4 separate regions of the Gossypium hirsutum genome follow, and regions 1, 2 and 3 are each linked to region 4. A link is a contact called in public Hi-C data. All regions are on one chromosome and are shown on one strand. The core of a region is the stretch at or near the end of the contact, and the rest is flanking DNA. Distances in the headings are between cores, read along the strand shown. Region 1 holds the start of LOC107913415 (peroxidase 17). Region 2 holds the start of LOC107952008 (serine/threonine-protein kinase SAPK2). Region 3 holds the start of LOC107888821 (40S ribosomal protein S6). Region 4 holds the start of LOC107947775 (ABC transporter G family member 1).

Region 1 (2,844 bases), core at 35-2,534, 590 kb after region 4:
AATATTTAAACTTGTATTATTTATCAAATCACCTTAAAATGAATGAAAAATTTAATATTTGTTAATTTTACTGCATGTAAATTGCCACGTTAACAATTAATTAATTTTTAAAAATATTAAAAAATAATTTTTTATATATTTTTATACTTTTTAAATAAATATAATAATATTTTTGAATTTTTAAAATTTTAAAAAATAATTATTTATTGATGTTGGATTCACATGTATATCACGTCGGTAAAGTTAATAAACATTAATTTTTATTTATTTATTTTGGAGTTATTTGACAAACAATATAAATTTAAAGACTAAAAAAATTAAAAAAATTAAATAAAAAATTAAAATAATTTTTTTATAAATTTAAAAGTTCAAATAAATTATTATACCATATTATTGAAAAATTACCGAACGATCAGAATTATTATTTACAATAATTTTATTTTAAAAATATCATTGCATAAATATTTTTATTTTTTTCATTCGCATAGTAAATCTACCATAAGAGTAGTTTTAGTTTAGATAACTGAACAAATTTATCAATCCGTTTTTTTACTATGGTAATTGCATTATCGCACTTTTCAGTTCATTTTAGTTTAAAAGTAACTCTGATGAAATTAAAATAAATGGTATTACTTTTTGGGTTAGTGGTTGATATATCGGTAAAGTAAATGTATTTTTTTATATTTATTTTTTAAAAATATTTTACTATATTTATAAGATACTCTATTTATAAAATTTAAAAATTTCACTAAAAATAGGAAAAATATTTTTTTCCAAATTTAATATCTTCTTAAATAGAGAGAATAGTACTGTTTGTCTTATCCATACAAAATCTTTTTGGATTTCAGTTGATATAAACTTATAAAAGAAAAGAATTTGTTAAAAAACGCATATAGTTAGTAATTTTTAAAAATTAAGAATTTAGTTTATGTATTTTTATTTTTAAGAATATAATTGTTTTTTTAATTTTTAAATTTAGGTTAATTACTTTTTGTTAATTTCAGGTTAAATATAAAATATTTTTTAATTACATAATTATTAAATGAGTAATTTTTTATTTTAGAATATCAAAACAATAAATTTAATAAAAAAATTAGCATTGGAATTAAATCTTAAAATTAAAAAAAAGTAAAAGAAACTAAATTGCAAATAGATAAATTAATTTCTTAATTTTTGAAAAATACAGAATTATAGGAAAAAAGTTTGTAGTAATTTTTCTTTATCATTGTTCTCTCTGTACATCAAATGATAAAAGAACATCTATTTAAATCTTAAATTCACATCCGTTCCGAATTCCATCTTTAAACAACTCACATCTCGTATCCCTTGTTAAAAAGATTTATCATATAGAAACCAACCAACACTATCATATCCCACCCATAGCTCCACGATATAATACATTCAACAAGTTTAAGAAGCCATTCAGAAAAACCTAAGTTGGTCTATTAATTTCAGACAAACCCATCCACCCTAGTCCCTCACCTCAAAAAAAAAAATGTCTCTCTATCCTTCAGTGCTGTTTGTCCTACTAGTGACAATGGCGGCCGCAGAGACTCTCCGACCAGGGTTTTACGCTCAAACATGTCCAGAAGCAGAAGCGATAGTGAGATATGAGATGATGAAGGCCATGATTAGGGAACCGAGAAGCGTTGCCTCCGTCATGCGCTTTCAGTTCCACGATTGTTTCGTTAATGTAAAAAAACCTTTTTTCACCCAAAAAAAAAAAAACTACACATATATGTTTTAATACGGCAAGCTACCAATAATTTGTTTGCCTTTCTTCCCCTTTGTGTGTTACAGGGTTGTGATGCTTCTTTGCTGCTAGATGATACGCCAAACATGCTTGGGGAAAAACTAGCTCTTTCCAATATAAATTCGCTAAGATCATTCGAGGTTGTGTATGAGGTGAAGGAAGCCTTGGAGAAGGCTTGTCCGGGCATCGTTTCTTGTGCGGATATCATAATCATGGCCGCCAGAGATGCTGTTGCTCTCGTAACTATTCCTACCTTTCTTATCTTCCTATTTTATTATTCTTAAAAATATACGCAACACTTTTTCTTCTTTTTATTTATATAAAAAGCTATATGTTAAACATTTTGCCAGAAATTCAGCATGAATGGGCGCCTTTTGTCCCAACTTTGTCAACTAGGGCGATTGATAAACTTAAAATATTGCCATAAATTATTATAATCTTAGCCCCATCCAGCTTTTGTAAGAAGAATATTTTTTTCCACTTAATGTTCAAAAAAATAGCAAAGATTAGTGATGTTACAAAAATTAAAACAATAGTAGCATTACTTTTTCCATAAAAAAATAGTAACATTTCTTGCACTTAACGTTTCACAGTCATCAGTTACGAAGTAATTATAGTATTGTAGCTGTTAAGTCCACTTGCTTTTCCCTCTTTTTGCCTTCCCCAATAGCCGTTTTTCATTTTATTTTCTTTAATCTTAAAAAATTTCACGAAAATAAAAGAAAAAAGATTGCATGTGCTGGGTTTACTCATTTGTGGCCCTCCCAGCCCAACAGATCTGGTCCGGCTTGGATACGACTTGTATTTTTTGTTCAATTTGACTTGCACTGAATTCTAAAAATTTAATTCTAAAAAGATATTAATATTAATATAGGTTTCTTGAGCCTTAAAATCTTTTAAATTTGGACTACAACTCATGTACATATATATTTAGTAGGGATTTGAACCTCTAGATTATCCTAACTTCTTAATCCTTCTATTTTTGGTTATCAAGTAATTAATTCTACTTAGTGGAGTGAAAAAACCCTTGGAAGTTTGACAGTAGCAGATATTACTAATTGTATTTTGTTTTAAGCTAACTTTGTTAGTAA
Region 2 (2,867 bases), core at 42-2,541, 860 kb after region 4:
TAGCCAAAAAAAAAAAAAAGAGGGGGGGGGGAGATCCAATAGACTAAGTAAGGCCATATATACCATTGCATGGCAATAACTCACTCCTGATATCAGTTGTTGAAAGAAAAACCTTGCCTGATGCAGTAAAACAATAACAGTAAGGTAAAAAAATGAAATTCAATAAGCACAACTTTTAACGTTTGAAAAATTAGAAAAAGAAAAGATGTTTATAAGAATATACCTCATCTTCACCAAATCTACCAGCGTTGCATATTCTTTCAAAAAGTTCTCCACCAGCTGCATATTCCATGACTATGGCAAGATGAGTTGGTGTTAACAGGACCTGCAAAAAGTTGTGTTTGGGATTGGATCAAACATACCATGGACACCATTGATTTTAGCTGCCCTGTTGAAGATCACAAACTCCCATATCGTTTGTTTGAACCTTTTTAAGTTAATTTTCAATCAAAAACTGGTGCTACCTAATATGAAGCTAAAGCTAAACTGGAAGCTACATCTCTGACCATGTAGGTTGCTCTCAAGGCTAAGTTAGCTAAAACAGAACAAAAGATAAATCATTGTAAAGCCTGTTCTGTTCAAATCAACTCTGATTTTTAAAGAGAAGAAAAAAAAATGCAAAAACCTTCACTGCTCCATTTAAGGAGCTCTGAAACTTGTACAAGTAATGCTTGTCTTGACTTCAATACCTGAAACTTATGAGGAACTATAGATATTTACCTCTTTGAATTTTATTATATTTGGATGCTTCAAAGACCTATGGTTCATAATCTCCCTTTGCACATGCTCATCAATCTGCATAGACAAGAAATCTCTTGAAATCCATCCATAAGAAAATATTGACAACCCAAACAAGATGATGGGCATGAATCTTGGAGAGCCAATAGGAAAATGAAGCTAAAAACAAAATCTGATACCTTGGGGCCTCTTTCAATATACTTGACAGCATAAAGCTCACCAGTCCTTTTATCCCTAACCAGCTTAGCAACACCAAAGTTCCCTGATCCAATATCTTTCAGTATCTCATAACGCTCCATTTTCCAAATCCAAAAACTCCCAGCAAATATGTAAGGAAAGAAACAGCAGCACTTATATGAATCTTATATAGTTGCAGCAAATATATAAAACCTTTTGTGTAATTTTTTTTTTCTTATATTTGGTTTAGTGTTGGAGGAATCTCCATGATTTTCAAGGACTTTTTGATGTTTTAGTTGGATGGGTGAAAGCAAAGGGCAAAGGAACTAGGATGATAAGGAATCATATGAGGCTGTCCAAATGGTGTCAACGTCAAAGAGACAAGAAGAATGGACATTACACGTGGAGGATAATTAAAAGCTAGAAATTGAAGGAGAAGTGGAAAAGTTGCACACCGACGTTGCTTCGTTTTTGGGTTATCTCTCGTTTTGGTTAGCCCACTTAGTTGGCCCTCTTCCTGCTTTCGAAATGTCGCAAAATATCAATAAATAACAATCAAATACTGTGTATTAAAAGAATATTTTCTTAAAGTACTAAATAAACACTCATAACTGAAATATTTCAGTACATTGGATAAGATGATTGAAAGTAGAATTATTTATATTTATTTTAAAATTTGAGCAAATTATATAAATAGTGATTTAAATATTAACATATTTCTATTCTAGTTTCACAGGTTAAAAATTTTTATTTTAGTTATTAATGTTATTGAAATTTAAAATTTAGATTGTTTTTTTTCATTAAATCATTAATGAAATATTGATATGAATTTTTTTTATAATAATAAGTTTAGCTTTCAATGCTTATGGATTTGATCAATTTGGACATAATTCTAAAAATTTTAATAAATTTAGCCTTCAACTTTACATATTTCATCAATTAGTCTAAATTCTAAAAAATATTGTGCAAGCCAATAATGCATATGTTGAGTTTTTTTGCAACTTTTAGAACAACATGAAATCTTATTCATTTCATGTCCCTTGTTCTTCTCCCTGACAGTCATCTTTTTCGTTGTCCTAATTTGTCCGATTGACAGAACTAAGCTAATATTACCATTGTTGCCATCAAAACTCCCAATCATCAAAAAGCTCCACAACATCAGATGCCACCCTTATCGCTCGCTCTACATTTTAGCTCAACAATCCGACCCTCTCATGTCGCTCTGCATCACTACTGTCCCCGTACACTTCATCTTCTTTGTTGACGCTACCTCAAAGATCTAAGAGAACTCATGGTTGAACATTCATAAAACATTTGAGGGTTAAATTCAACAAAGGTGTAGTCCTAATTCAACTTTACATATTCATCGTCTTAATTTTTTTTATTTTCTCTCAAAAAATATATCCAATAAGATTTTTTTGATTGAGGATGATCTAGGATTTTTTTTGTTTTTCAAATGGATAAATTTGGATAAAATGTTTGGGTCTAGGCCTTACTCATAAGCTTTGGCCCCAGATTCTCCCCTTAGAGTAGAAGACCCAAATTATGAAGGCATTAATGTTACATATAGTTTTGTCATTTCTCAGGTTGATAAATCTACTACTTATGGAGGTCTCTCTAATTTTTATATGTTGAGGCAAGTTAATGAGAAGTGGTTTGTCCAGTACCAATGGTTGTGGCCATTATGGATAGCCTTGCGACAGGCAACATGACTTGCCATATTTGGTTGGTCAATATTTTAGAACAAAATCTTTGGGCCGTGCAATTGTTGATATTGTGGAAATATGATATCTCATTTATAAAAACATATTCATTTGAAATAACTTATCATGAGGATTGGGTCGGACTAAGCTACTGAATCTCTTAAATTATGGAGATTGGATTAGGACTGCATTAAAGACTTATCTCAAATGATCCTATTTATCCTAAACTTTATTATATTGTGTGGGGAA
Region 3 (2,875 bases), core at 249-2,748, 650 kb after region 4:
ATCATTTTCACCCTTCTTAACAATAACCAAGTTCAGAACTGAAAGATCTTGACTAACAATGCATCCGCGAACTGACTTCCTCCTTCGCTCTCCATTTCTCCTACCATACCCACGGAAGCAGGGAGTACCTATTCAAAGAAAAACAATTGGTCAACAAGTAAAAAACATTTCTATACAAACAAACAAATGCAACTAATTTGCAGTCTACAGACCTCTGTGAAGCAAAAGACGAACACGGCCTGGAGTCAGAACTCCTTGCTTCATTGGAAAACCTTGCTTGTCACAGCCTCCCATTATCTTGAACACATAGCCCTTAAACTCCTGTTAAATGATATGAGATAAGAGCAAACTGCAGTTAAGATGGCCAGATTCAAAAGCATAAATTTGATAAAGAGAAACTAAAAGTAACTTGGAAACATACCTCGCCAAGGGCATCACCACTGACTTCTTGGGAGATCCTCTTGTCAAAGAAGGCTCGGCTGCAATATCAAAGTTCCAAGGTCAGAAATTTTTCTTCCTCAGGAACAAATACGCTCGCAGTACCTCGCCCCAAGACGCTAAATGTAATAAGCATACTGTTAAAACTATGGTTAAAGGGTACAACACAGTTGAATTTCCTTCGCATTGTGGTAGCTTGACAAGAACTAGTCCCAAAAGGAAACCTAACTTAAAAAATATATGGCAAGAGAAAATAATTACAAAATGTATTATGCTAGCTCATTTTTTGGGAAGTATAAACAACTTTTGCCTTCCACTTTGCTTTACAAATTCTATTATTAGCAAAAAATTCATATAAATTTCATTAACCTACTTTCTACCTTTGAATTTGCTTCTTCCACCCATATTTTGCGCATCTCTAAATACTCTAAAAATTCAATCTCACTCAATACGAAAAGAAGCATGAAAACTCAACTGGGTGTTTTCGCCTTTCAAAATATAAGACTAATATTGAAATTTAGAGCAACAAAATAAAATTAAACCAAACAATTTAAAACCAAAAAACAAAAAAAGAGAAAAGAAAATTACAGTTTCTGGTCATCGTCAATTTCCAGCTTCTTCTGGCAGCCAGTAGTCGGATTTGCAATATTGAACTGAAACAAACAAATGAAGAGAATCAACAAAAACCCAAAAGGGACAGAAATATCTTCTTTTTCCTTAATAAAAAGAAGCGGAAAGAGGGGTAAAACCTTCATTTCTGTTTGATGGTTGTTTAGAAACTAGACCCTGGGGAGAACTGCCGCCGCCGAGACTGCTGCTGCTCTCTTGCTAACTTAAGGTTTCGAGGGTTAGGGTTTTCGGGGAGGTTTAAATATAAAGGAAAATAATCTGGTGTTATTAGGGAAGTCTGTAAGTTGGTCCGAGTCAACCCAGATTCACGAACATGGATATTTTGTGGGTTCGGATTTACTTACTGCTCATTGTAAGCCCAAAGTAAAATTTGATCTATCAGACCTGTTAATCCGTGGATGTAGCAAAAAAAATTAATTTAGATTAATGGTAGTGTAATTATTAAGATAGCAATTATATTATAAAGTATGTAAAATGTAATTATATAATCATATAATTTTAAATTTTAAAAAATATTAATTATTTTTAAATTATTAATAATAAAAAAATTCTTTAAATAAATAACAATTAAAATCAAATCATTTTAAATAATACATTAGTCTAATAAAATATTTAACAATACAATTATCAATAAAATTAACAAGAAAATAAATATCTCATACAATTTTATCTAATTACTCTAACATTCCATATTTATTAAAATATTCTCTCCAACATTAAAAATATACTTATTGTTATCATCATTAGGTCATTCACCAAGTACGAATAATTAATAATAAATACTATGCAATTTTAATTAGATTCAGTATAAATAAATTATAATATATATACTACTGGTTTGTTTCTTGTTCAGGTTTATCTTGATATTATTTTTTTAAAAAAAATTAGAATATATATATTTTCTCAAATAGTAATAAAAATTAGAAATATATTTTCTCTTATTGTATTTATTTATAAAATCTTCGAAATATAAAAATAATAATTTTTTTGATAATTTTTTTCTACAAAATAAAATGTATAATTGCTTAAATAATTTATTTTATTTTTTATTGAAATATAATTTTTTAGAACAAATAAAAAATAATAGAGTCTAATTTTGTAATTTTAATAAAGGAATTTTTTTAAATTTTAAAAGTCTGGAAAGAATAAGTACTTAATTTAGGAATATTGAGTACTTTAAAATAATTTAACAAAAGATGGATTGGTTTAAAAAGGAATTTACCCATTCGTAAAAGTTATAAATCTTTATTTTATTGAGTTACGTTCATTTGGCATAAGATCGGTTATTCTAATTGAATGAAAGAATATTTTTTTTTTCAAAATTATTAGTTCAATTTGATAAAAAATTAATATAATGGATGTGATTAAAATAAATAATTTGTATATAGCAGTTAATTTAAGAAAATAGTCATATAATGATGATGATATGCGTCAATTAATATTTGGTTTTAATTTTATACATAAATAACATTTTTGTTATTGATATCTTCACCTACATAATTTTAATTAATAATAAATTTAATTATCTTAAATTTATAAATAATATTATTTGAAAATTTTCAAATATTTAATAGTTTTATAAAATTAAATTTTAATCCATTAATATATGTGCTTTATCTTTGATGCCCAACTTTGGGGTATTTTGGATGCCCTTACCTTTCTTATAGAACAGGGAGTGGAAAAATTTTGATACATACAGATAATCTCGAGGGGTGGTGCAAGCAATAACAACGAACATTCCAACTATTTCTTCCTCAGCTCTGGTGAGGCGAATCCAAAAGTTACTACAGAATAAAAAATATTGGGT
Region 4 (2,947 bases), core at 324-2,823:
CTAAACTATACTAACAATAATAAAAAGAGGCAATTTCACACAAAGTTCAGTGGAATTATGTAAACTTTTGTAGCATGATATAACATTAATTTGTAGAATATTTTAAATTGATATTGACTTTTTTTTTGACATTTTATCTCTATATAAAATAATATTTTAATTCTCTATTTACTTTTTGTCTCTTTTAATTTTTAAATTTATATTTTTTATTAAATCATCTCAAAATAGATAAAAAAGTTAATGTTTATTAACTTTACTAACATGACATACATGTAGATAACATGTCAACATTTTATTATTTTTTAAAATATTAAAAATATTAAAAATATTTTTTTATAATTTTTATATTTTCTTAATAATTTTAATTATTTTTAATTTTAAAAAATAAATTCTATAATTCTTTTTTAATTTTTTAAATTCTAAAAGAGTAATTAAATGCTTATATGTTGTCAATGCGGCAATCGATCCATGTTTATTCCAAGTCAAGAAAATTAACAAATGTTAATTTTTTTCAATTCATTTTAGAGTGATTTAACAAAAAAAATACAAATTAAAAGATTAAATAAACGAAAAATTAAATAGATTAAAATAACTTTTTTTTATAAAATTAGAAAATCAAATATTTGACTATTTTTAAATCTCATACCAATATTGCTTGATATAAACAGCGACGTGGGGAGGGGCATGTCGGATCCTTTAGTACTCTTTCTCCAAGTTTTTCGTACTTTTGACATATTCATAGTTAAAAAATAATAAAAAAGATTTGGCTTCTCCAAATATGACTCGATCATATTATATGTTTTAAGGCTTGAAATGTGACCTACCCATCAACAATTCCCATTGGCTATGATCTAGCCATTCTGAAACATAAACTTCTTGTTTACTATTAATTTGTACTTGTAGTATCTTCTACCCGAAGTTGTCAAAAACTAGTCAAAGTGATGGACATGCCAATGGAAGAAACCCTTTTGGAAAATGAAAATAAAAAAGCGAAGCAAAGATATATGACCTGCCAGTGTATCAAGAAGGGTTGACTTGCCACACCCTGAAGGTCCCATGATGGCTAACATCTTCCCTGGCTCAGCATACCCAGTGAGCCCTTGTAAGATCGCCCTGCTTCCCTTTCTCCCCTTAGAAACAGTCACCCAAAGATCAGCCCATGTCAAGAAAACGCCATCACCTGGTTCTATCTCAATCCTGAAAGACGGCGCTTCATCATAGGAACCGACTCGTCCAGAAACCATGCTTTCAATTTCCAAGTTGTCATTCTCAGCTGCTTCAGGCTGATGGTTTTGAGAAGAATGTTCGGGGCTTGACCCGGGTGTCCATGTTGGGACGATGACTGAGGAATCCATTCTGAATAGTGAACTAAGTTGATGAATCAGAAGATATTGAGTGAAGCAACAGCCGACCCGATTATTTTGTAGTGATGGTGATGCGTTTATATCTTTATATCGTATACGTGAAGATGCAAGACTTTCCTACTGAAGAACATATTTTCAAAAAATATTATATCTTTATATGATGGTATTGCAGCACTGCTATTAGCAGACAATTGTAGAATTGGTGACTTTAATTTAAAGGTAAACAGGGATCCTATCGAGAAGCACATTTTAATTACTTTTAGTCAATAGAAGATTTTGTAAGTTTTGCAAGTTCGAAACGTTAAGCATATTATATTGGTGCGGTGAATTAGTAAGTTGGTCAACTCAAATTTTTAAGACCACATAAATTAAATTGGTGAGTTGAAAAAATGTTAACACGCGGATAACGAAAAGTTATTTCAACTCCTGCGTTGGTTCGGGTTATAATGTGTGGTGGGTAATGGTGATGGTGGGGATATTTTTTAATATATTTCAGTCCGATATATGATAGGAGTATATATTAGATAATATCAACAATATATATAATAAAAATAATTATTTATTATTATTTATTATTATATAAAATTGATCCAAATTAAATATGATCTAATTTGATAGGCTCGTTAAGTTTCAATTATTAATTAAATAAAGTATAAATCAAGTATATATGGATAGTAATTAATTTCTAATTAATGATGAGCTAATTAAATTACACATACATCACTTTTTAACATCTAATCATATTCAAAAAAGAAAGAGTCACTTCTCTAAAATATTTGTGTTATTTTGAAAGGGTAAAACTATAATATTTCAATATCTTAAGTTACTAATGGATTTAAGTACGCTTTCGCAATTAATTTTACTTTCAATTTATTATTAATAATTTCACATGATATATACTAATTTACGATTCTAAATTTTATATATAATTTTTGCAATTCTGTCAAATGATATCTGAACCTCATCATATCAAATTATTGAAAATAAATTATTTTTATTATTTTTAAATAATTATGCATCAAAGCTATGAAGAATTTATTATCAGATTACTAGAAGAACTGAAAATATGATAATTGATATTATATACTTAAATATAAAATTTATACTTGAACTTGTCCACTCCTTTTAAGTTGATCCTTTTTTTTTCTTTTTCAATTTTCATTCCATCTATAATTTTAGTTTTTTCAATAATAGCGTTAAATTTGGACATGTGACACTTTGAAATGAAGATACATAGCAATGATGATGTCATTATCATTTGAAAAAAAATAAAAAATATATAAATTCCAAAAAAATTTAAAAAAAATTAAAAATATATAAAACTAAAAAGTAAAAATCCAAATGGGCCTTGTTCATTATGTTCATATGGATCGTCATTCATCAATGTTTAATTATTTTTCAAATTGGCTCTTAATAAATGAAATACAGAACTTGCTTTCAGAAAAAAATATCCTTTAATCCTAAACAAAATCAAAACCCAAATTCTCAAAATCATTTTCTTTTTTTTTTCTTGTTTGACAACCATTGATCATTTCAGTAGCAATCTCGAAAATGTTCTTTCAACTATGAAGTGGTGTAACAAT

What was found. Hi-C and Micro-C count contacts between places; a contact is called where the count stands out from the background.
Region 1: a Hi-C map of leaf shows a contact between it and region 4, with 3 times the contacts expected there. The contact joins the promoter of LOC107913415 here to the promoter of LOC107947775 in region 4. A contact is called at or near these places in 6 of 34 Hi-C or Micro-C datasets (callus, hypocotyl and leaf).
Region 2: a contact with region 4 is called in a Hi-C map of leaf, with 4 times the contacts expected there. The contact joins the promoter of LOC107952008 here to the promoter of LOC107947775 in region 4. A contact is called at or near these places in 3 of 34 Hi-C or Micro-C datasets (all in leaf).
Region 3: a Hi-C map of leaf shows a contact between it and region 4, with 4 times the contacts expected there. The contact joins the promoter of LOC107888821 here to the promoter of LOC107947775 in region 4. A contact is called at or near these places in 5 of 34 Hi-C or Micro-C datasets (callus, hypocotyl and leaf).

The regions. Positions count from the first base shown.
Region 1 is chrA11:49,261,918-49,264,761 of Gossypium_hirsutum_v2.1, forward strand. It overlaps LOC107913415 (peroxidase 17), which reads left to right and starts at 1,285. Exons shown (of 3, transcript XM_016841989.2): 1 at 1,285-1,693; 2 at 1,801-1,992. The coding sequence starts at 1,496.
Region 2 is chrA11:49,529,952-49,532,818 of Gossypium_hirsutum_v2.1, forward strand. It overlaps LOC107952008 (serine/threonine-protein kinase SAPK2), which reads right to left and starts at 1,292. Exons shown (of 9, transcript XM_016887235.2): 1 at 918-1,292; 2 at 721-795; 3 at 224-325; 4 at 85-117. The coding sequence starts at 1,037.
Region 3 is chrA11:49,316,250-49,319,124 of Gossypium_hirsutum_v2.1, forward strand. LOC107888821 (40S ribosomal protein S6) reads right to left here and starts at 1,499. Exons shown (of 6, transcript XM_016813050.2): 1 at 1,188-1,499; 2 at 1,027-1,091; 3 at 422-479; 4 at 213-321; 5 at 1-128. The coding sequence starts at 1,193.
Region 4 is chrA11:48,670,848-48,673,794 of Gossypium_hirsutum_v2.1, forward strand. It overlaps LOC107947775 (ABC transporter G family member 1), which reads right to left and starts at 1,574. Exons shown (of 8, transcript XM_041081514.1): 1 at 1,010-1,574. The coding sequence starts at 1,355.